2 separate regions of the Sus scrofa genome follow, and region 2 is linked to region 1. The links are chromatin contacts, called in public Hi-C maps. All regions are on one chromosome and are shown on one strand. The core of a region is the stretch at or near the end of the contact, and the rest is flanking DNA. Distances in the headings are between cores, read along the strand shown. Region 1 holds the start of DYNLRB1 (dynein light chain roadblock-type 1). Region 2 holds the start of ACSS2 (acyl-CoA synthetase short-chain family member 2).

Region 1 (5,780 bases), core at 935-3,434:
ATTCAATACAAAGATGATGTGGCAACAAAGTTATATGTCTCTGGACATTAAACCAAACAGAAACAAAAAACTAGAATGTATATCTTGAAAAAATATGCATATGTAAACAAAGACGAGGAGAACATAGCATACAAAGATGAAAACAGTTGTGTGGTGGAATAAAACTGGATGTGATTATGGATTTTTTTTTTTTCTTTTTAGGGCCGCACACTAAATGTGTAAATTCCCAGGCTAGAGGTCGAATCGGAGCTGCAGATGCCAGCCTACACCACCACTCACAGCAATGCTGGATCCTTAACCCACTGAACGAGACCAGGGATTGAATCCACATCCTCATGAATACTAGTCAGGTTCGTAACTCTGGACCACGACGGGAACTCCCTATGGATGACTTTTATATCACCATCCAAAAGAGCTATCTGTCAGTTTCTACAAAATGTTTAAAATGTGCCCGTCATTAGTACCACTTCTGTTTACCGCTACACAAACACTAGCATGAGTGGGGCAAAAAAAAAAAGGACAAAAACAGCACTGTAGCATTGTCTGGAGTGAAATACTGTAATACATCTCAATGTATATACTGCAGTAGAAGATAAATACACTCCTTTAAAAGAATGAAGTACGTTTGTATATAATGACATGGAAAAATATCTGATAGTTTTTAGTGAAGAGTGTAAGTTCCAAAATGAGATTATCTACCCATATAGCCTAGAGTAAACTTAATATGTATAAATATGTTCCAATATCATGTAACAGGTTATATATAAATATGCTTATGCACTTAATAAATATGGAAAGAAACACACCCAACTGTCATTACCAGAGAGGAGTGAGGTGGGAACTACATATACTTTCTACGTTACAAACTTTGGTACTGCTTCAATTTGTTGAAATGTGCATCTAAATATATTTTGCTTTCATGAGTAGAAGCACACAATAGCATGGTAGAAGTTGCAGGAAGCTACTATTAGTGTAAGAAAAAGACAGGACATATATACATGCTGGTATACATATAAAAGGAACTAATGTTTCTAAAGGAGATTGAAGCTGGGTATCAAGGTTTGGTGGAAGATTTATTTTCACTTAGATCCTTTCAGATGCTTTTTTGTTTTTACTGTGTGCAGTTATTATCTGCTAAAAGTCAATTTCTTTTACAGTTTAAAAAGTGATATGAATGATAAAGTTACCTCATCTAGTCTATAAACTAGCTAACTATAAACTATAAATAGCTGTATCTATTCTACATACAGCTAAACTATATAAAGCAAAAACTGACGAAAACAAAACAAGTAATCTGCCTAATTATAAGTCGTTACCTCCAGGTATGGTACTGTTTCTTATTCCCTTTCAATTTTTCTTTTAGGCTTTAAATTCTTAAATACGATTTTTTAAAACCATTCACATGGTTTAACGTTCAAAAGCTCTTTCCAAGTTGTTGTTTTTTTTGTTTTGTTTTGTTTTTTACAAGTTGGGAGGATTAAAAACACAAGAAACCAAACCTGTAAAGGCATAAAGAGCCCACAGTTCCAGTCAGCAAGGCAGGAACCACAAGGGTGGATCCCGCTCGTTTCTGACTCATGCACCATTTCTCAACGGCTCGAAAGAATCACACAGAAAGGCAGCAGTCAAGTGTCTAGGGTTCAAGTCCATCTCCGTCATTTACTGGGGCAGGGCACTTAGTTTCACCGGGTTTTACATCCCGAGTGTGTAATACAGGGATAATGGTCGTACCTACTTCACAGAGCTACGGTGAGGAGGCAGGCCAGGGTATGTAAAGCGTATAGCAGTGTCTGGCACGAATTAAGTTTCTAGAAAATATAATCACTATTGTTGTTATAGCTCAACAAGGCCAAGGTTGCTAGGATGCAGGGGCCCGTGTGCCCAGCTCCGTCAATCCTTCCCCGTGGCACCAGCAACTACTTCCGGTCAAGGGACCACTGGATCCGGTGGCCCCGCCTCGGCCCCCTCGGTCCGAGTCAGGAGGCCCGCGCCGCCCCGGTTCCGCCCTCCAGACTGCTTCGGTCCGGCGCGCCCAGCCCCGCGGATGCCGCCCGGGAGGATGGACCTCTGGGCTGAGGGTGGTGGGAGGTCGTGGTTGGCCACCTCCCGGCCGCTGGCCACAAGCTCCCAGCAGATACTCACCATCTCGGACCGATCCTGTAGCTCCTCGTCGCCGGCCTTCAGCCCAGTCCCGGAGCTTCTCTGCGCCTGCGCACAGCTCCTGTCAAAGCGGACAGGCTCGGTAGCCTATCAGGAGCCAGCAGGCGGGTAGGCGGATCCTGGGGAATTGGCCCAGTGCTGTCCGCGAACAGCAAAGTAGCAATCCAGCTATGGAAAATTCCCAGCTCCAGCTATGCCGAAAAGAGGCAAGTTGGCTTTGTTGGAAGAGGCTTTCAACACTTAACCGAGGCCTGAGCTAGCTCTGGAGGTCCTGGGTGTAGGGTGGGGAGAGACTCTGAAGGAGTGGGTGTTGCTGATATCCACTTTGCTCCCGAATTGAGGCAAGGCGAGGCTCCGAGCCAAAATGCGCTAAAAAGTCCGAAATTCGAACTGGAGCCAAGAATCCATAGGGTCTCGTGAGCGACTCCCCCGGATTCCATGAGGGCACTGAGGTAAAGTGGTCGGGGCTAGCCTGGGAGTCTTTTAGTCTTAGAACCTCTAGCTCAGGGCCGCCCTTGTGTTGCCTTAGAGAAGCCACTTCAAATTTCTGTAGTCCCTCATTTGCTCACCTTTAAAAGGGGGACCCTTCTTCCTAGAGCCCTATGTTAAGTTTTCCACACAAAAAAATTCTGGGTTCTCTAGCAGGAAATAATTTGCTAAGACAACTGCCATTTAGTGAACCTTGTGCTATGTTACTGGGCTTACACCCACTCTATCTCCTGTAGCCTCAGCTTAAAGTTTCTTGGAGGCACTGGAGCTTGCTGAATTCAAGCTCCAAACTTTCATTCCACTGTCGCCTCGTTCAGTTGAGTAAGGATTTGGTTTTCCTTCCAGGGGCGTCTGCATGTTAAGAAGATTGAATAGTGACTTTATGGTGAAGAAACTTGGGAGACACCATCATAACCAGAGGATCAAGGTTAACATAACTGGTTATGGGATATACTAATATGTGCCCTCTGATAATCTTGCAAAGGGCACTTTACATCTGTGGTGTTTTTCACAAAAATCCATGGCCTTAACCATGAGAAAACATTAAACCAAACTTGAGGGACTCTATAAGGTACCCAACCAATACTCTTCAAAAAATGTCAAAGTCACACACACACACACACAAAAAGAACTGGAGTTCCCGTCGTGGCGCAGTGGTTAACGAATCCGACTAGGAACCATGAGGTTGCTCAGTGGGTTAACAATCCAGCGTTGCCATGAGCTGTGGTGTAGGTTGCAGACGCGGCTCGGATCCATCGTTGTTGTGGCTCTGGCATAGGCTGGTGGTTACAGCTCCAATTGGACCCCTAGCCTGGGAACCTCCATATGCCGCGAGAGCGGCCCAAGAAAATGGGAAAAAGACAAAAAGACCCAAAAAAAAAAAAAAAAAGTCAAAGTCTGGAAAGACAAGGAATGAATGAGAACTGTCACAGATTGAAAGAGACTGAGAAAAGGGACATTGGTGGAAAAACTAGTGAAATCTGTAAAAAGGTTTTAGTTTAGCATTATTTTACAGATGTCAACTTATATGAGATGTTAACATTGGGGAAAGCTGGATGAAGAGTGTGCAGGAGGAGTTCTCCATACTATATTTGCAACAGCTCTGTAAGTCAAATTATTTCAAAGTTTTAAAAAAAGTATTAAGACACAAAGAAGTGATTATTGAACTCTGGAAACATTCGACAAACATTTTGCAAGGGGAAGAAGGGCTGTAGTAACTGGACCTCAAAATATCCTGTAATATCCTGTAAGAGGCACAGCGGAAATGAATCTGACTAGGACCCATTAGGTTGTGGGTTCAATCCCTGGCCTCGTTCAGTGGGTTAAGGATACAGCATGGCCGGGAGCTGTGGTGTAGGTTGCAGATGCGGCTCAGATCCTGTTTAGTTGTGGCTGTGGAGATCAGCAGCTGTAGCTCCGATTCGACCCCTAGTCTGGGAAGGTCCATATGCTGCAGGTGCAGCCCTAAAAAGCAAAAAGCAAAAAAAAAAAATCCTGGAAGAAAAGCACAGAAGGATCATTACCACAATCTTACATATAGAGAACTGTACTGAGAGGGGTGAATGAATTGAACATCACAGTCACAAAAGCAAAAAAGAGAATGGCCAATGATCCATGGGTTCATGACTGATTTGGAAATAGTTAGGGCCTTGAGTGGACAGGCTTATGAGCTTTAATTAGAGTTTATTCTGTGGCAATGGAGGAAACTTGTAAAATTTTAAGAGGGGAGAACCATGAGACTGAAGTCTTCCAACGGGCATTCTAAGGTAGCACAGGTGGACTGGAGAGAATGGAAGCAATGACAAGAGATTGCTACAGCAAACCAGGGTAGGGATGAAGAATGTGGGCTGTGGCAATGGGGCAGCTCTGAGAGAAGTGATTCAAAAGAAGTTCTGGAGATGGATTCGACAGGATTTGGAGACCAATTAGATGGAACAGCTAACCCATGGAAGACTCCCAGGGTTGCTGTAAGTAGCAGTACAGCAAAACTTTTTAAGCATGTAGTCTTTGGCATCAAACAATCCTGAATTCCAATTTGCACTCTTGCCACTTAATAACTGGACACTTCCAGTTACTCAACCACGTTTAGCCTATTTTCTTTTCTTTAAAATAGAGATAATCATTCCTCTCTGTGAGTGGCCAGGAAGACTAAATGACAGTGCATATAGCATATCTAAGTTTTTGGGACACAGTAAGTGTTGACAGTTATCCTGGACTAAGTGAATATGGGTGTGATACCAGTTGCTAGGACAGAGAAGACAAATAGAGGTCTTAATAAGACAGATGGAAATAACAGTATGGCTGGTTTCAGTGATCTGCAGGTATGACTGTAAATTCTCAAGGTTCTTCCCTGTGGTTTCTTTGAGGAAGCCCTCTTGCCCACAGCATCTTTGCTCAGTGGGAACCTGTCCACAAGGAACCAGTATTATCTTGTGAACCAGTATACTGTTCACAAGGGACCAGTACAGGTCTCCACTGAAGACCCTTGTTGCCAACCAGGAAGATTCCTGTGGATCCTCCTAAATGTCCTGACCACAAAGGAGCCCTCCAGACACACAGAAATAGATAAATGAAATGGGAATGACAGCAGTTTCTGTGCTGGAGTTACAATGTAAGGCGCTTTTCATAAGAGTCTAGAGAATTCTACTCCAGAGAACAGAACAGTCTCAGCCACAGCGGAGTCCCAGTTTGATGCTTTGTAGGATCTGGAGCTGGACAGGCAAATGATCAGAATAAACAACTAGTTGGGGGAGTTCCTTTTGCGGTGCAGTGGAAACAAATCCGACTCAGAACCATGAGGTTTCGGGTTCGATCCCTGGCCTCCCTCAGTGGGTTAAGGATCCAGTTTTGCTGTGAGCTGTGGTGTAGGTTGCAGAGGTGGCTTGGATCCCGCATGGCTGTGATGTAGACCAGCAGCTGTAGCTCTGATTAGACCCCTAGCCTGGAAACCTAGATATGCCGCAGGGGCAGTCCTACAAAGCAAAAAACAAACAACTACTTGGAAACGAATCTGACTAGTATCCATGCGGTTTAAATCCCTGGAGTTGATCAGTGGGTCAGGGACCCGGCATTGCCATGAGCTACAGCTGGGGATCTGGCATTGCTGTGGCTGAGATGTAGGCCAGCAGCTG
Region 2 (5,780 bases), core at 1,683-4,182, 340 kb before region 1:
CACAACAAAAACAAATATGTAGATACAGAGAACTCATTAGTGGTTACCAGAGGGGAAATGGGGGGGGGTGAAATGAGTAAAGGGGGTCAACTGTGTGGTGATGGATGGAAACTAAATTTTTGGTGGTGATCACACCAAAAATAGTGTATACAGAAGTAGAAATATAATGTTGTACACAGGGAACTTAATTTAAAAAAAATTAGCTCACCTCTGGGAAATAGATGAACTCATGACAGGAGAAAATATAGAGAGAGATCAGAAATGAAGGGAAGACTGAGGGGGGAGGAAAGAAAGAAATTAGGAGTTTGAGATGAACATATACACACCACTATATATAAAATAGATAACCAAAAAGAGTCCACTGTGGCACAGGAAATTATACTAAATATTTTGTAATAACCTATAAAAGAAAAGAATCTGAAACGAATATATATGTATATATGTGTATAACTGAATCACTTTGATGTACACCTGAAACACAACATTGTGAATCAACAAAAATTTAAAAGAAAGAAAGAAACAAACAAGCTGAGGAACATCTGACCTGAAAGTGATTCTAGATTAGGAAGTGAGACTATAGATTAGATCACTTTCTGAGAGCTAACCAGGAAGTCTCCATTGGAAAAATGAAGATTTGATATTATTATAGGGGCAATATATTAATTGGTCTTTATATTTATTCCAAGAGAATCCCAACAAAAACATGGTATTATCCCAAGAAGTCAGAATCCTAGGATTGTTGGTAGATACAGGTGTGTGCTGTAGGTGTGTTTTATAAAAGCTTCATGTATTGTGTTTTTATTTAAAGATATTTAGCAGTTCCTGCATGGTGCAGTGGGTTGAGGAACCCATGTTGCCAGAGCTGCGGCACAGGTCACAGCTGAGGCTCAGATTTGATCCCTGGGTGGGGAACTTCCATATGCTCAGGTGTAGCTGAAAAAAGAAAAAAAAAAAAAAAGATATTGGCTCATTTCCCCAGTAAAGGAAGCCTATTGTGAATTCTTTTGTAAAGACTACAAACTTTGGCGAGGAAAGAATTACCAACCAACTCTTTTAAGTGTAATTTTTTTCTAGGGTGAGGTATAAATTAATAAGTAGTAAGATGGTCTCTATGTAGGCAAATGTAGTCAATAAATATCTACATGAACACCTGAAGAAAAAAAAAGGTGCGAAGATTCAAACTCGGACACTGCCTGCAGCAATCAACTGCTGCACTTCAGTCTTATCTTGCATTACTCGGTAATTGCTTCATCCACATTCTTACTGTTATCAAACTAACCGCCGTGTGTGTGTGTGTGTGTGTGTGTGTGTGTGTGTGTGTGTGTGTGTGTGTGTGTGTGTGTGTGTGTGTGTGTGTGTGTGTGTGTGTGTGTGTGTGTGTGTGTGTGTGTGTGTGTGTGTGTGTGTGTGTGTGTGTGTGTGTGTGTGTGTGTGTGTGTGTGTGTGTGTGTGCTTGCGCGCTTTTTAAGGTTGTACCTGCAGCAAATGGAAGTTCCCAGGCTAGGGTCGAATTGAAGCTACAGCTGCCGGCCTACACCACAGGCACAGCAACACAGGATCCCCAACCCACCGAGCAAGGCCAGGGATGGAACCCTCATCCTCATGGATACTAGTTGGGTCCGGTTCCGCGGCGTCACAACCGGAGCTCCTCCTTAGCGCTATTTAGATATTGCTGTGCATCGGGCACTCTACAATGCACACTTTGTACTCACTTTAGCCTTCAAACAACCTGCGCTTACTGTGCCTCAGGCACTCTATAATGCACACTTTACTTAGTACTCACTTTTGCCCTGAAACAACCCACGAGGCAGTTATTACTACCCCTCTCTTATAGATAAAGAATTTCAGACAGGTTTTTAAATCTCCAGAAGACCACACAGTAAATGAGTGGCAGAGCCAGGATCTAAATCCAGATTTTTCTGGGATTGATACAGTGGCTCACTCTTGCCCCACTGCCAACATCATGCAGCTCCCAACTCAGCTATACTTGTGACTCCTTACCTAGCTTGACCGCAAAGACCGAGAATTTTACTTACATATTCCCAAAGACATAGAACTATCCAAAACTCTGAGTGATTACGATCCCAGCCCCAGTTATTTTAAAAGACATTTTAGTGACTTGTTCAGTCTTATATTGTAGTTTCCATTGGGATTTCTGAAATACTAAAAATAGATCTGGGACTCCACTACTCATCTGAGGACCCCAGGATGGGACCCAGCCCGGTTACTGCCCTTCTGCAGTGGGACTAACAGGTGAAAGGTGTCAGGAGGCAATGGTGGGACCGGCGTGAAAGGGTGCGGAGAAAGTTCTCCCGTGGCCAGCCTGCCCTCAAGGCGCCTCTAAGAACCTGTCTGTTCACCTGAGAAACTCTCTCCAGGACACTTTTACTCTCCTCACCTCCTCACGAGACCCCCAAGTCGCCAAGGAACTCCCCAGACCTTAGGGAATCCTTATTTCCTACAGAACTCTCCTTCTCAGAGAACTCCCCTCTCCTCCTGGAACCCCTTTTCCATGTCCTCAAAGAACCGCTATCTGCTCACGGATCCCTCAACTTTCCGAGGGAACCCCAGCTCCCCCCAAAACCCCTCATCTCTCCACGGAACCCCATTTCCGCACAGAACGCCCCCAACTCCTCACTCCCCTGTGCACCCCCACTTCTCTCCTCCCTGACGTCCCTCAGGCCCGCCGGAGCTGGGCCTCACCTTGCGGGTTCTCCACAGAGAGCCGGTGCAGCTCTGCGTAACGCTGCTGCGAAGGGACGTGCGCGCAACGGATGATCTCGGGCGGTGGAGACCAACTCCGAGCCCAGCTCCGGGCTCCAGCCTCCTCCCGGGCCCTGCTCCCGCGGCCGCTCCGGCCCCGCTCTTCAGGAAGCCCCATTGCCTCAAGTTCCTTGCACAGAACCCGCCTTAGCTGTTGCCTCCAGCGCTCAGGCGGGGAAAACAAGCAGACCGAAGGGCGGGGCCTTAAGGAAGGGGAGGGGCTTGACGGCAGAGGCGTGGCTTAGGCCTGTCCTGGTTGTTGGGCGTCCGGGAGAGCGGAGCCGGGCCTGGTGGGGGTGGGACCAGGGCTAGCAAAGAAACCCAGGAGGGCAAGTGGAACTTTGCTAGGGGTTTGGGGCGGAGCTGACTTACGGAAGGGGTGGGGCCGGGCGTGACAGGAGAGAGGGTGGGCCCATGGAGTGAGGGGGAGTGGCGAGGCTGGATGTGACAGGAGAGGAGGCTGGACCATGGAGTGACCAGGGTTGGGTGGGATCTTGGAGTTACAGATGTAGATTTGTGTTAGGGCGGGACTCAGCGGGAAAGAGCTGGGCTAAAGAGCTGAGCCGCCCAGTGGTCTGATCGCACAGCCTGTCACCCCACAGAGTTGAAAAGTCAAGAGGTGTCCTTTCTGGGTGACACCTTTCCTCTGGGGGAACTATCCCCTACACTAAGTAAACTCCAATTTTCTCCCACCCCCGAGGATAGGTCTTTACTTTCCCTGATTGCGCAAACTTCCATCCAAAAAACTGAGTGAAGACTAGGAGGTGCCTTCAGGTCTCTGCTAATAAACCCATCTCCCCATTACATAAATGGTAAACTTAGGTAAAGGGAGGACTTTGTACAAGGTCACAGAGAAAACGACGACATGTTAGAGCCAAACCTAGGTCCTGACTCCAGGTCTTTTTACCAGCCTCATTTGGCTGAAGCTGTGGCTTGTGAAATGACAAAGTGTATGTAAACAGAAGGAATCACTCACTTTCCTTCCCCTTCTTTCCTTCCCGGTCTCTTCACCAAGAGACGTCTCCCTTGCCCCACCTGGGCTCAAATACCTCTGACTTCCCTCTAGCCCTTCCACTCCAGAAAGGAGAGGCCAACCAGGACCCTCATCTCCCACCTGTACTCACCACTAAGAAGGGCTCACACCACCCATTGGTTCACAGAATGGCTGTAAAGGCAGAAAAAATCCTTAAATATCTAATTCCAAGAATGATTCAGAGGCTCAAAGCAGGCACTCCCCACTTCCTGAAGCCTACACAGGACCCCATCTGGCTCAGCCTCTCTTCCCACCTGCTCCCTTGTTCTTTAATTAGCTCAACTCAAGCCCAACACAACCCAAATGGAAAAACAAACACTGCCCCCCACCCCCATGGTCAGACCTATGATCCAGAGCTACCTAATCCTGAGGGAAGGGTTTCAAGGCTCCCTGAAGGGATACAGACCTCAAGGAATGGACATGGACCCCACTGGGAGGACAGATACTTCATCAAGGAGGCATTAATTGCTCTAAAGGGGCACACATTTCACTGATAGCACAAGGACTCCATCAAGGGAGAATAAATCTTATTGAGTGATCTTAGATCTCACTGAAGGGCTGCTGATAGGATATGAATGGCATTGAAGGTCACTGACCCTACTGGGCTTTCTCCTAGGAGATATAAAAGATACAGACTCGGAGTTCCCGTCGTGGCGCAGTGGTTAACGAATCCGACTAGGAACCATGGGGTTTCGGGTTCGGTCACTGCTCTTGCTCAGTGGGTTAACGATCCGGCGTTGCCGTGAGCTGTGGTGTAGGTTGCAGACGCGGCTCGGATCCTGCGTTGCTGTGGCTCTGGCGTAGGCCGGTGGCTACAGCTCCGATTCAACCCCTAGCCTGGGAACCTCCATATGCCGCGGGAGCGGCCCAAGAAATAGCAACAAAAACAACAACAACAAAAGACAAAAAAAAAAAAAAAAAAAGACAAAAAAAAAATAAAAAATAAAAAAAATTAAAAAATAAAAAATAAAAAATAAAAGATACAGACTTTACTAAAGAGACATGGACCCCACAGAGAGGATTCAACCCCACTGAAGGGCCTCTTACTACCCTGAGGGAATGCACACCACTGAGGGGACAAAGACCTCATTTACAGGGGAACCGGCCCTACTCAAGGGATCAGACTTCACTGAAGCATAATAAGCCCTATGGACCTCACCGTGGACATATGAACTTCTCTGTGAAGAGAAAGGCACATGCAGTAGCACAGAGTCCCACCATAAATGGTCATTTTCCCATCCCACACACAAATTTCTAGGCAGCCCTCTTCCCTACCATTTCCCCAGCCCTTCTTGCAAGCCCTAGAGCTGTTCCCAACACACTGCTGCCCTCTCCTGTCTACAGGTGGCACTGAAGATGCTGAGCCCATAACAGATTTTCAAGCAGTCCAGGTCATCTCAGCGTGGAGCCTGAGGTTGGGGAAGGAGGGAATGTGTGGCCAGGGGCTTAAGAAGCTCCGTCCCTTTCTCTGTGGACTGTGAAATGGGAGTTTGGACAAGAGACTTAATAATAGAGAGAATAAATACCCCATCCTTGGAGATGTGATAGTAGTGCAAGCTATGGTGTAGTGGGAATTCCTCAGACTGGGAAGAAGATGGATCGGGTTGGATGAGATAAGGATCCACAAGATTAAGGAAATAATGATAATTATAATAATTATTATGGCATTTATTGAGTAGATATCAAGCCATATACTAAACACTTTCCACATGTTATTCAGTCCTCATAGAGATGGATATTGTTATTCTCTCCATTTTACAGATGAAGAAACCAATACTCAACGAGATTGTTTTGCTCAAGATCAGTTCATAAGCGGTAGCCCAGGGAATAGAACCCAGACACCTAGACTTTAGACTCATTCCCCACCTTTTTATACTCCTCCACACCCACCTACTCCTGTCATCATCCTTTCCAGGAGTTCCCTTCAAGGCTTAGCAGTTAAGAGCCCTACTAGGATCCATGAGGATGTGGGTTCGATCCCTGG

Evidence for each region. Hi-C and Micro-C count contacts between places; a contact is called where the count stands out from the background.
Region 2: a Hi-C map of liver shows a contact between it and region 1, with 2.2 times the contacts expected there. The contact joins the promoter of ACSS2 here to the promoter of DYNLRB1 in region 1. A contact is called at or near these places in 1 of 47 Hi-C or Micro-C datasets (liver) and 1 of 2 datasets of contacts at active chromatin or transcription factors (alveolar macrophages).

What each region holds. Positions count from the first base shown.
Region 1 is chr17:37,919,876-37,925,655 of Sscrofa11.1, reverse strand. DYNLRB1 (dynein light chain roadblock-type 1) reads right to left here and starts at 2,184. Exons shown (of 4, transcript NM_001190180.1): 1 at 2,143-2,184. The coding sequence starts at 2,145.
Region 2 is chr17:38,257,440-38,263,219 of Sscrofa11.1, reverse strand. It overlaps ACSS2 (acyl-CoA synthetase short-chain family member 2), which reads right to left and starts at 2,932. Exons shown (of 18, transcript NM_001143695.1): 1 at 2,704-2,932. The coding sequence starts at 2,881.